Linked DNA regions of Rattus norvegicus: regions 2 and 3 are each linked to region 1. Evidence: chromatin contacts called from public Hi-C data. All regions are on one chromosome and are shown on one strand. Each heading gives the region's core, a stretch centred on a gene start, on an enhancer-like site or on the middle of the called end of the contact. The rest is flanking DNA. Distances are from core to core; before and after follow the strand shown.

Region 1 (3,493 bases), core at 479-2,978:
GTAGGTTTTACCCAAGAGCATCTGTTTTGTTTTGTTTTGTTTTGTTTTGTTTTGTTTTGTTTTGTTTTGTTTTGTTTTGTTTTGTTTTGTTTTTTAAAAAAAACTGTTCTTTATACAGGCGTCAGGTATCCCAACTGCCTGAACCCCAGCCTCTCCGATTACTGGAGCAGAGGAGATGGGACCACTAGAGGGCGCCGGAGCCCAGCCTCTGCCGATCTTACAGTACAACAGGGCCAGCAAGTTCAGTGTTCAGCATCCTGAACGCTCAGGATAATGCAAAAGCCGATAGAAATGAATGGTTGCCTTCTCTAGAGTGCTACTTTTTAAACACAGGGCCCAGGTCGGCGCTGTTCCAGATTTGAAGCTGAGCCCCTAAAGTGCGCCTGACAAATGAATGGACGCAAAGTGCTTGGCGGAATTGTTTAAGACACTCTCATGTCTGAAACATTTTCCTCTTGACCCCGGCCACCCTTCTTTAGTCCCTAGGTGGAGCCCCAGGCCCAAAGGTCCTGGCCACTTCTTCAAAAATATGATTCCCAGATTGCCCTGAGACAGAGGCAAGTCTCTTTTGTGCACTCCCTTGGGTGAACGTGATAACAGAATCCAAATCGCTAATTGGTTATGTGAGAAAGGCAATGGGAGTGTGGCCAACACTGTATGTGGCAGCAGAAGGTCCAAAGGACGCTGCTCCCAGCCTCTAGCCCTCCAGCTGCGGTCTGCCCCTTCCCCTGTGTCTCCCCACACCCAGGTTGGGGTTGTTTTGGTTGACCAGCGTGGAGTACAACGGTCTATCGGCAGGACTGAGCACCAGTGGGTATATTTGTAAAGACACCAATGACCACCTTCGGAAGCACTCACTCCTGGGCTTCCGAAGTTTTAGGGGTTTTAGGGAGCAGGGGTGTAGGGAACTCTTTCGTCCTTTTTGGAACACTGGACTTTCTTCAGGAAAGGCAGAAAACACTGAAGTTTAAGAACACCCATTAAAACCAGGTACTGAGCGTCACGACGTTTCGCGGGAGTGAGACTCTCAGTGATTTCTCCGTTTCCATTCTGCAGGGTGAGAGCTGTGTCACCTCCCTCCGCCACCCCCCCAGCGTCAGATACCGTTACAGAGGGGAGGTGGCAAAGAAAATTCACCGTACTATATCTGGAAGACCCGCTTGGTCTCTTTGCTGGGCAGCACAGCCCTACGTTAGAATGCATCTTCCCGGGGGTGACTGTAGTGAGACTTTGGCTGGGAGTCCAAGTTATTCTAACTGTAGGTTGCTCCGCGTTGCCCTTAAGCCTAGCTGTCGCCTGCGGCACAGACACCCTGGGAGAGAGGTGGGTCAGTTTGAGGTCCTGGCACCAAAGAAAGGGTTCTCTGGCAACTTTTTTGGGTGCGGCGCAACAGAACCTCGCGCCTGGAACACAGTTTCGCCTCTGGTCCTTACTTGACAGCTTTCGATTTCGACAGCCCCTTAGTTTCTCTATCTGCAGGATGGGAGCATTTGTAGTCCAAGGAGCCCGCCCAAGTTGGGGACTGGGAAGATCAAAGGCCTCGGCACCCAGCGGAGCCGGGGACGCCGAGGGCGCCAAGAAGGGGGTGGGTAGGTAGGGGACTGGAAGGGCGGCTGCTCCGCAGGGGATGCGCGTCAGAGACCCCAGCCACACTTCAGACACGCCCCTTGACGAGCCCCGCCCCGCCTGGTTTTCGGCTCTAAAGCGCCCAGCGCGCGCCTCTAGCTGCCGCACTTTCACTCTCCGTCCACCTCGGTGTCCTCTTGCTGCCCAGCTCTGCAGCCTCCGGCGCGCCCTCCCGCCCACGCCATGGACGCCAAGGTCGTCGCCGTGCTGGCCCTGGTGCTGGCCGCGCTCTGCATCAGTGACGGTGAGTGTAATCTGCGCCCGGTCCCGGGCAAGGCTCGCAGCTCTGTGCCGGAGCTCCTTCGGGTCCGCGGTTCCCCTGCCCGCGCGGGAGTCGCGGAGAAAGAAGTCGTTCCGCGCGGTTCACTGCAAGCGAACTTCAGGCAGCCCACTTTGCAGGGCGCACTCCTTACGGGTGCCCTTTCCCGTGTCCCACGGGTCACACCGAGGTTTTGTGCTCTGCGAAGCGCAGCTGCAGGACCTAGAGAGGGCTGCAGGCGAGGCCCTGCAGGATTGTTGGGCAAGTGTGGGGTCGGCGCGGAATGGAAGCTTGGGCGACGGTGTCCTGGGCTTGGGCCCCGGAGCGCGCCAGCTGCACTCAGCTAGTGTCCACCCGCGCCCAGATGTTCCAGAGGCGAAGGGCAGCGCGGTCCGGGAGTTGACCGTGCAGGAGATTCATTCGGGTGGTGCGTGTGCCAGCAAACTCTTAAAGTAGCTTGGTTTGGCTATAGGTTCGGTGGTGCAGTTGAGTTTCGTCCCCTCAGAGTGTAGCGAGTTCTCTTACAACACCCTCGGGGCCATGAGCAGCGCAGTGCAGCTCTAGAGCTTGCGCCACCAGCCAGGGCTGCGCTTCTGCACAGTTCGTTGGTCCGTAGCGACGCGGACCTGAGCACGCGTCTCTTCGCTGCGCCTTTTTCTTCTTACCGGGGTCACTAGACAAAGGCGCAGCAGTTACTCGAGCTATATGCACACCTCTCCCCAACCCCCAAACACACCTGCAAATGGGCGCTTTTGTAGCCAGCCCCGGAGCCCTCCGCTCTGGAATGAGAGCTGCAGCAGAGTTCAGTCTCCCAGACCCGGGGTGGTGTCTTCTTTCACTGGGAAAGGGCTTTCATTTTGTTTTCTTTTTTTGACACTGAAGAGAAAACTCTCAGCGCTGTTACAAGACACCGTTGCTGCAAAACAAAACAAACCATTGCCTCTGAACACAAAACAAAACCCTACCAGTCGGGCCCCTGCCTTCCTCCGCTGTGTTGTTTCCGAACTGAGGGGCGGTCGGAGCCCTTGGTGAGGCTGCGATCTAAATGCTGCCCCAAGTGCGCCAAAGCGTTGGTTTGGGTTCTTTCCCTGTGAACAACAGGCTACGGAAAGTAGTGGGACCTGCGTTTGTTTGGCTAAGTATGGTTGGAGAGGCTGGACTTGCCTAGTCCGAGGGAAATGTTCAGTAAAAATTTAGTAAATGTTCAGTAAAAGTTCAATAAAAGAATAGTTGCTGATCGGAGGAGTAAAAAAGACAAATGAAAGGCAATTTCGGTTTTTTTTTTCCCTCTGCTACTGAGAACACCTGGGAGGCTGCAACTTCCCACTGGCCCCCAGTGCCTCATCATGGAGCACATTGATTTGGGCATTAATAATTGAATGAGCTGGTGACGTTGCAAGGGTCACAGTCTCTGGCAAACTGTACTGCCTCCTGGGAAGTCAAGTATGAGGCAGGAATGTAGGAACTCGGGTCCTCAAGGCTGGAGTGCAATTGTCCCGAGTAATTGGGGTGTCTCACCCCCAGACATATTCTTACTCTAGGAAGCGTCGGACTCTTGACTTCTCTGCAACCAAGTGTCTGGATCAGACCTGTTCTCTAGGCAGGACT
Region 2 (3,493 bases), core at 580-3,079, 710 kb after region 1:
GTGGGAGGGAAGTAGCTGAGCTGGTCTGGAGTCTTATGTGCAGCATCCCATTCAAGAGGCTGGAGTTAGGAAGATTGCAAAAGTTCAAAAGCAAAATTGGGAGTTCAAGTTCAGCTTAAACTCCATATTGAAGTGGAGGTGTCTCTACATGAGCCTCTGTCTCAAAAAATCGATCAAACATGGCCCAGACATTGGCAGTTTTTGCTTTTTTTCAAGTCCCTTGATGGTTATCTATACCAGAAAGATTAGCTCATTTCTCATATTTTGTCCCTTTAGTCCTAAACAGTATTTCTATAAAATTTTACTCAAAAAAAGTTAGAGGTTATTTTTTTTTAAAGTCTTAAGCATTTGCAGCTTATCACCAGCTTTAGTCAATAGTGGGCCATTTTGTTTCATGTTTCTCTCCAGGTTTTGCAAAAAAAAAAAAAAAACTTAGTTACAACATATTTTAAAGTATTTGTATAGTAGTGCTTGCCGGGGTTTTCTCTACAGGTGCTTAGGTCAGAGAACAACTTTTGCCCTTTCTCTTCTGTGGGTCTGTGGATGGTTCTCCACTCAGGTGTCAAACAAGCTAGGTGACTAGTGCCTTGCCCCATTTTTTCTGGGCCCTCAAAAAAAAATGAGAAGTGACTGGATTATTTCAGAGGCCAATTGCTTTGAATTAAGATTTGTGGTTGCCTGTTGGGTGTAGATTTTATAAGGTTCATTTTTTAAAATATTTATTTAACGTATATGAGTACATTGTAGCTGTCTTGAGATACACCAGAATCTGTTAGAAATGGTTGTGAGCCACCGCGTGGTTGCTGGGAATTGAACTCAGTGCTCTTAACTGCTGAGCCATCTCTCCAGCCCCTATAAGGTTCATTTTTATACATATGGGCCAACTTAGGTTTAAAAGTCAAGCACTCCTTCCACTACGGCGATACTAGGGATCCAAACCTAGTCAGCCTCTAGGGCTCTGAGGGAACTCGAGTAGTCCCGGCAGGTCTCGAAATCAGCTTGGCTCTGCCTCCAGAGTGATGGTATTAAAAAAATGTATGTACCATACCGGTCATTAGTTTATGTAAAAAAATTTGAGACAAGGCTAAATGATGGGATTAAAGGCGTGCCGCCACCAAGTCGAGTCGGGAGTTTTTAAAAGTTAGGTTATCGTGGAGTCGGCGGGCAAATGAAAAAAGTGTAGAGTGTCTGCAGGTTTCCATTCTGTACTCCGAGTTGATTTGGTTTTACTTGGCTGAGTCTGTCAACGCTTCGTTGCATTCGCCTTTCCAACTGTAGCGGGTAGTCTGTACTTTGCTCAGGTGGCTCCTTTACCCAGAACTCAGCGAGGAGTCTTCCCCTTTCCTTTCCCTCCTTCCCCCACTTCCGGCGCCGGCCAAACCCACCGTTCGCGGGCCACACCTGCAGGCACGCTTTTCTCATTGGTGACATATTGGCGGGCCCGGCAGGGCACTTCCTCCTCTACACCCCGTGACCCGAGTCCGACTGCCGCTGTAGATCACGCGGCTGCTGCTTCCCGGACTCCGGACTCGAACGCCCGTCTCGGCGTGGTGAGCCCCGCTTCCCGCCCGAGCCCCAGGTTACCGGCTGCGTACTTGACCTGCTCACCTTAGAAGTTTCCCTCTTCGAGCTTTTCCACGCTTCGGCCTGCGCGAGTTCTTACTCCAGCCCTCTTCCCCGCCCTCTGGATCTTCCCCTCCCCCACCCTCCGAGGCTCAGGAGCCTCCCTTCCCCCCGCCCCCGCCCGGAAGCTCCCGCCCGAGCCCGCGCAAGCCCCGGGGCGGACCTTCCTGCCCGGCCGGCGCTCGCTGCGCGGCGCGGTCGACTACCGGGCGAAGGCCGCGGAGCAGCGTCACCTTGCCCTCCGCCCTGCTTCCCGCCAAAACGCTCGTCTCAAGGGGCTCCGCTTCCGCAAAAGCGTTTCCCCTGGTCATTTGAACTTCCATTTCAGGTTGAGAACAAAAAGAAGATGCACCTGGACTTTCCCCGGAGCCCTCTGCGTTTTTAAGGCGTCGGGTGGAGTTGGGGTTCGTAAGCCGCGTTCGTTATTGAAAATAGAAGTCACTTCTACCTTCCTCCCGTGGTAAGTTTCAGAGCAGAAAAAGGCAGCAGCTTTGAAGCCGCGGCTCTCCTGGTCTTAAGAGTAGAACTTTCTGAGTAAGAAAACCTGCCTGGATGCGCTCCCGGCGTTCCGGAGGTTAAAACTCATTTACAAAATGGAGGGAGGATGAGGGCGGGCTCCCAATGAAAACTCCGGCGACTTCCTGGAACACAAAGATGCATAGAGGAGGGTGCAGCAAGGCTCCCACCAAGCGGGCCTGAACAAAAGAACTAGGTGGGTGGCGCTTGAGCCGCCCTGTTTGTTCAGCCGATAAACTTAACTAGTCCAGGATTCAGAGGGCGCACCTCTTTTATCTTACCTGGATCTACCTGAAGGCAGTGAAAATCCAGTTTAACCAGTATCACTGACTGGGTAGCTTGTTAGAAAAAAGTCTCAGCCTGTTTGTTTATTTTAATAGTGCATTTTCTTTAGTGTTTAACTTGTGGAAATGTAGGCCTAGCCTGGCTATAGTATAGGAGTCAGTCGCCCAAAATGATGCAAATGGTTTCAGTAGCGTGTCTTGCAATTAAAATCAAATGTCTGGGTGTTCTAACAGTACTTACAAAGACCCGCCATGCCATCTTCTCTTTTACTGGGCATGTCTCCACAGTTCACATGTTCACGGGTCTCGTGCCAGTGGCTTAATGTAGGTCTAGCTGCTAGCTGCATGCAGTATAGTGTCTCCAGGGAGGCCCACAGGTATTGTCTACCACACTAGAAGTAAAAGGTTGGAAAAAGGGGATCGAGTCATTAGAATTTCATGGACAGGAATATGGTTGAAACTCATTAAAGTGAAGCCCTGTTTCAGGGTCTTTGAAACTATTTTCAAAATGGGTTTTTAGCACCGACACCCCAATATCTTGCATAATTTTGGAAAATGAGACAATGCAACTGCAGTTACCCCTATTTTAAGACAACAGGCAGAATAGCCTACCACATTTCCAAAACGAAGAATGCAGCATAATTTGTCATAGGATTCAACCCCTTTCCTCACCATTTGGGAGAAGCTTTGTCACATAGGTTATGATAAAGCAAAAGGCATTGGAGACCCTTCCCCACCTCCAGCATGGAGAAGATAAATAACAGGAGTGTTTTTTCATTTCCAGAGGAAATTCATGCTGGCCTGGATGCCTATGCTACTGAAAGGGTTGGAAGTCTTGGCATAAAGTGCCCACTAGATCCCTGCTCTATTTAAATTTTAAGTTTCTCCTACATTTAAACTAAGCTTAAATTAGTTCTGCTAAGTTGTTTGCTGATGTCCTCTACCCATGAAAAGATGAAATATAAATAACCAGGAAACCTAAATATGTTGGTCCTAGGGCTACAATGTATTTCTGGATTTGAGAAAGAAACTTAGCTTGCTCTGAGCCTAGCTCCCAGGAGGTCCCCTTC
Region 3 (3,493 bases), core at 696-3,195, 620 kb after region 1:
GCGTGTTGCAGTTGTTGGCCACATTTCTATTAGCATATTATTTCTTTGTCTTATTGACTTACATGGTGCCTGTCACTAGGGTCCCCTCCCCCCCAGCTTTGTCTTGTGTTGTCTTCCTTTGGTGGTGTTGGCCACAAAGAATGTTGACTTTTAATCTTTTCCTTGCCTACTTTTGTCCTCGTTATCATGGCTGCACAAACCCTTTCCTACGCTAAGATTATAATCCCATTGATTCAGTTGTTCTTGTGGGGCTTTGATGGCTCTGTGCTTTATATTACACATTTGATCCGTGTGGAGAGGGTCTTACAATAGGAGTTCATTGAACAGTTTATTCATCCAAATAGTGAGACTGTCATAACTCTCACTTTCTGAATTGTCATTCCTTCCCCAAGTGATGTAAAGTGCCAGGGGTGAGGATGTCTTTAACAAGCATTTGAATCTGCACTAATAGAACTCCCCTCGAGCCCTCACTCAGCACCCCCTTCCTGATGCACATGTTAAGATGCAAGTGATAGCTGAGGACTACACCCCATTTAAGATCTGGGCAAAGACTGTATGTCTGGGGACTCTAATCTTTCAAACCCAATCCTAGTCACTCTATCAAATGAATCTGTAAGATGGTGTGTAGTTAATAATGCCTGCTGTCAAGTCCGATGACCTGAGTTCTATCCCCTGTAGGAAGGGGCAGGCCCACTCATACCAATGATTCTTTGGCCTCCACAAGTTTAGCAAGGCATCCCTCACATCCACACACACTAAACAAAATGGGATCAGTTTTTTCAAAATATAAGTGTACCCATATCCCCAAGGCTGTTTAAGAGAAGCTTTGCAGATTTATGAAGGAAATGTGATTTATTGTCTCCCCTGACGGCCCCCTCTTCCTACCAAAGCTTTCTCAACTATTTCCTTGGCAAGATCTGAAATTTGTCCTAATCCCACATCTGGTCTCACAGAACAGAGATATCCTGTGAAGTCAAATGTTTCGTCCAGTCTGACATTGGTAATTCTGGGGAAAGAACAAGGGAACTGCAAGGGGACACATTTCTTATGGTCTCTTTCATTCAATAGGATAGATAACTAAGTCCACTAAGGGAGGAGTCTGGAGGAGGCGCACTCAGGGCTCCAGGGTGAGACTAGTGTCCTAATAGAAAAGCTATTAAGGGCTGGAGAGATGGCTCAGCCGTTAAACCGAAAATATAAGAAAGTCTATTAGAAATGCATATACATAAGTGCAGTCGATGGACGTTTACGGCATTTTAAGAGAGCTTTTATTTTATGGATGTTCAATAGCATCCACGCCCTTTCCAGAGCCAAGGACTGAGCTACCCAACTGCTGGAGCTCTAGCAGCTCCTTGGAAGAGGGCTACTCTCCCATCTTCTCGGTAACTTTTAGAGGGTTCAAATCTCAACCCTTGGGTCACACTTCGTCAGTTAAGAAGGAAATGTTAAGTGTCAACTCAGGGAATACTGTTTCCTCGAGTTAGTTCCCTTGGCTCGAAAGTCTTCCGAGCCCGCGTAGGTGCCCTGTGGGGTCCTGGAGCTGTCGGTCCAGGGCTCCCCACAAGTGAGATCCCCGCCCTGGGTCGCGCAACTGTCCGGGTAGTACCTAAACTCCGAAGCACTACAGTGCCTTCTCCATCTTTTGGGTGAAAAAAACTTATTACTCAGACCAGAGAGTGCTCCTGATTCTTTGTCCAAAATACTTGCTCCCGGCTTCTGAGCCCTACAGAGAACCCTGAGTCTTCTGTAGTTTAACGCCACAAGCTTCCCTAAGCTTTAACTACCGCTCCTCCACAGGACGGCGCTCCCCTCCAACCAGAACCAGCCAGCGCCCGGCCAGCGATCTTGGTTTCTGCCGCGGCACCGCGGCGACGCTTCCCATAGTGCCTCAAGGCACGCGCAGGCTCCTGGGAGTTGTGGTCCGGCGACGCGCAGCATTGCAGCGGCTGCTACGGGCTCGACGCCGGCTTTGTCTGTCTGCGGGCGCGCGCCGCTGCGGTGAGTGAGGCTGAGGCCGGGTCTGTCGCCCGAGAGAGGGGGCTGTATCTTGAGCCTGCCGCTCCGGCCAGGGCACGCGAGCAGACCAGGCCGGCCGCCCGGGCCAAAATCGCCAGCCGCAGACAAGGATGCGCTGGTCGGAGAGCGGGTGGGCCGCGGTCTGCTGCGGAAGGGCCTTGCTGCGATGTCGGGGTCCTGGGGACTGGAGCCCCGCGAGCGTGGGAGGGGCCACAGGAATGTCCAGCTAGGCCTGGAAATGCAAAGTCCGCGCCTAGGGAGCTAAGAGGGAGTGGCGTTCAGCGTGGGGGGTAATTCATCCTCACCCAAAAGCTCCTAATACCTCCTTAGATTTCTGCCAAACCCTACAGATCACCATGTTTTTCCTCCAGCCCCTCTCTCCTGAAAAAGCACCATTTTAGGTCTTGGATGTGTAGGGCGTGTCTCAAATGTAAGAGATCCCTCACTTTCTGGTCATCTGTTCTTCTGAGAGCTGTCTAATGAGAGAGTGTTAACTTGTTTACTAAGTGAAGTAACTGGAGTCGGGGCTGTTAGGCTGTTTTGCTCCAGGTCAATCACCGAGAGAAATAAGACAAAAATCCAAGTCTGTCAGAACCGAATTCTGAGCCGTGATAACATTTCTGATAGGAAAAAGCAGCGGTTTGTGCTATGAAACCACTCTCTTCCAATGTCCTCAGGAATTTGATTGCTCTGTCTTGACAATCTCCTGTTGTCAGTTGCCCTGTTATTAATCAGGGAGATCTGGAGACACAGCTGGCTACCTCTTAGCAGGTAGAGAGGTTCAGGTACATACTGTGCTCACTTATTTTGACTTAACCATGTTCTCTAGACACTCCAGAGACAAAAGTCCAACCCCAGGAGGTACCATGTGCTTTTCTTTGTGGATGTGCAAGAGGGGCTGGGGAGGGGTTGTTGGTTTTATTTTATTTATTTATTTTTTTTCCCGGAGCTGGGGACCGAACCCAGGGCCTTGCGGTTGCTAGGCAAGCGCTCTACCACTGAGCTAAATCCCCAACCCGTTGGTTTTATTTTTAATCAAAAATATCTTGGGGTTGGGGATTTAGCTCAGTGGTAGAGCACTTGCCTAGCAAGCACAAGGCCCTGGGTTCGGTCCCCAGCTCCAAAAAAAAAGAAAAAAATATATCTTTACTTCAAACTGAATGCATTTGGAGCATGACAAGGGACCCCTGTGTTCCAAGTTGGAAGTGAATCCTTCAAAGATTTCTTTTTTTTTTTTTTTTTTTTTTTTTTTTGTTCTTTTTTTTCGGAGCTGGGGACCGAACCCAGGGCCTTGTGCTTCCTAGGTAAGCGCTCTACCACTGAGCTAAATCCCCAGCCCCCAAAAGATTTCTTGTCATTAGGATTTATAACTGAATGGATAGACGGGTTCACCTCTTGGTTAATAAAATAGAAAAGTGTACCATCAGATTGCTAATTCATTAAACTCGGAGTCCAGCATTTTGATTGGCCATACTGG

What was found. A called contact is a pair of places that touch in the nucleus more often than the background predicts.
Region 2: a contact with region 1 is called in a Hi-C map of hepatocytes, with 2.4 times the contacts expected there. The contact joins the promoter of Hnrnpf here to the promoter of Cxcl12 in region 1. A contact is called at or near these places in 2 of 12 Hi-C or Micro-C datasets (hepatocytes and liver).
Region 3: a Hi-C map of liver shows a contact between it and region 1, with 3 times the contacts expected there. The contact joins the promoter of Zfp637 here to the promoter of Cxcl12 in region 1. A contact is called at or near these places in 12 of 12 Hi-C or Micro-C datasets (the A7r5 cell line, the Rat2 cell line, Schwann cells and 7 more) and 1 of 1 datasets of contacts at active chromatin or transcription factors (oligodendrocytes).

What each region holds. Positions count from the first base shown.
Region 1 is chr4:152,059,053-152,062,545 of GRCr8, forward strand. It overlaps Cxcl12 (C-X-C motif chemokine ligand 12), which reads left to right and starts at 1,729. Exons shown (of 3, transcript NM_022177.3): 1 at 1,729-1,870. The coding sequence starts at 1,810.
Region 2 is chr4:152,766,900-152,770,392 of GRCr8, forward strand. Hnrnpf (heterogeneous nuclear ribonucleoprotein F) reads left to right here and starts at 1,830. Exons shown (of 3, transcript NM_001037286.1): 1 at 1,830-2,083.
Region 3 is chr4:152,675,801-152,679,293 of GRCr8, forward strand. It overlaps Zfp637 (zinc finger protein 637), which reads left to right and starts at 1,946. Exons shown (of 3, transcript NM_001134908.1): 1 at 1,946-1,998.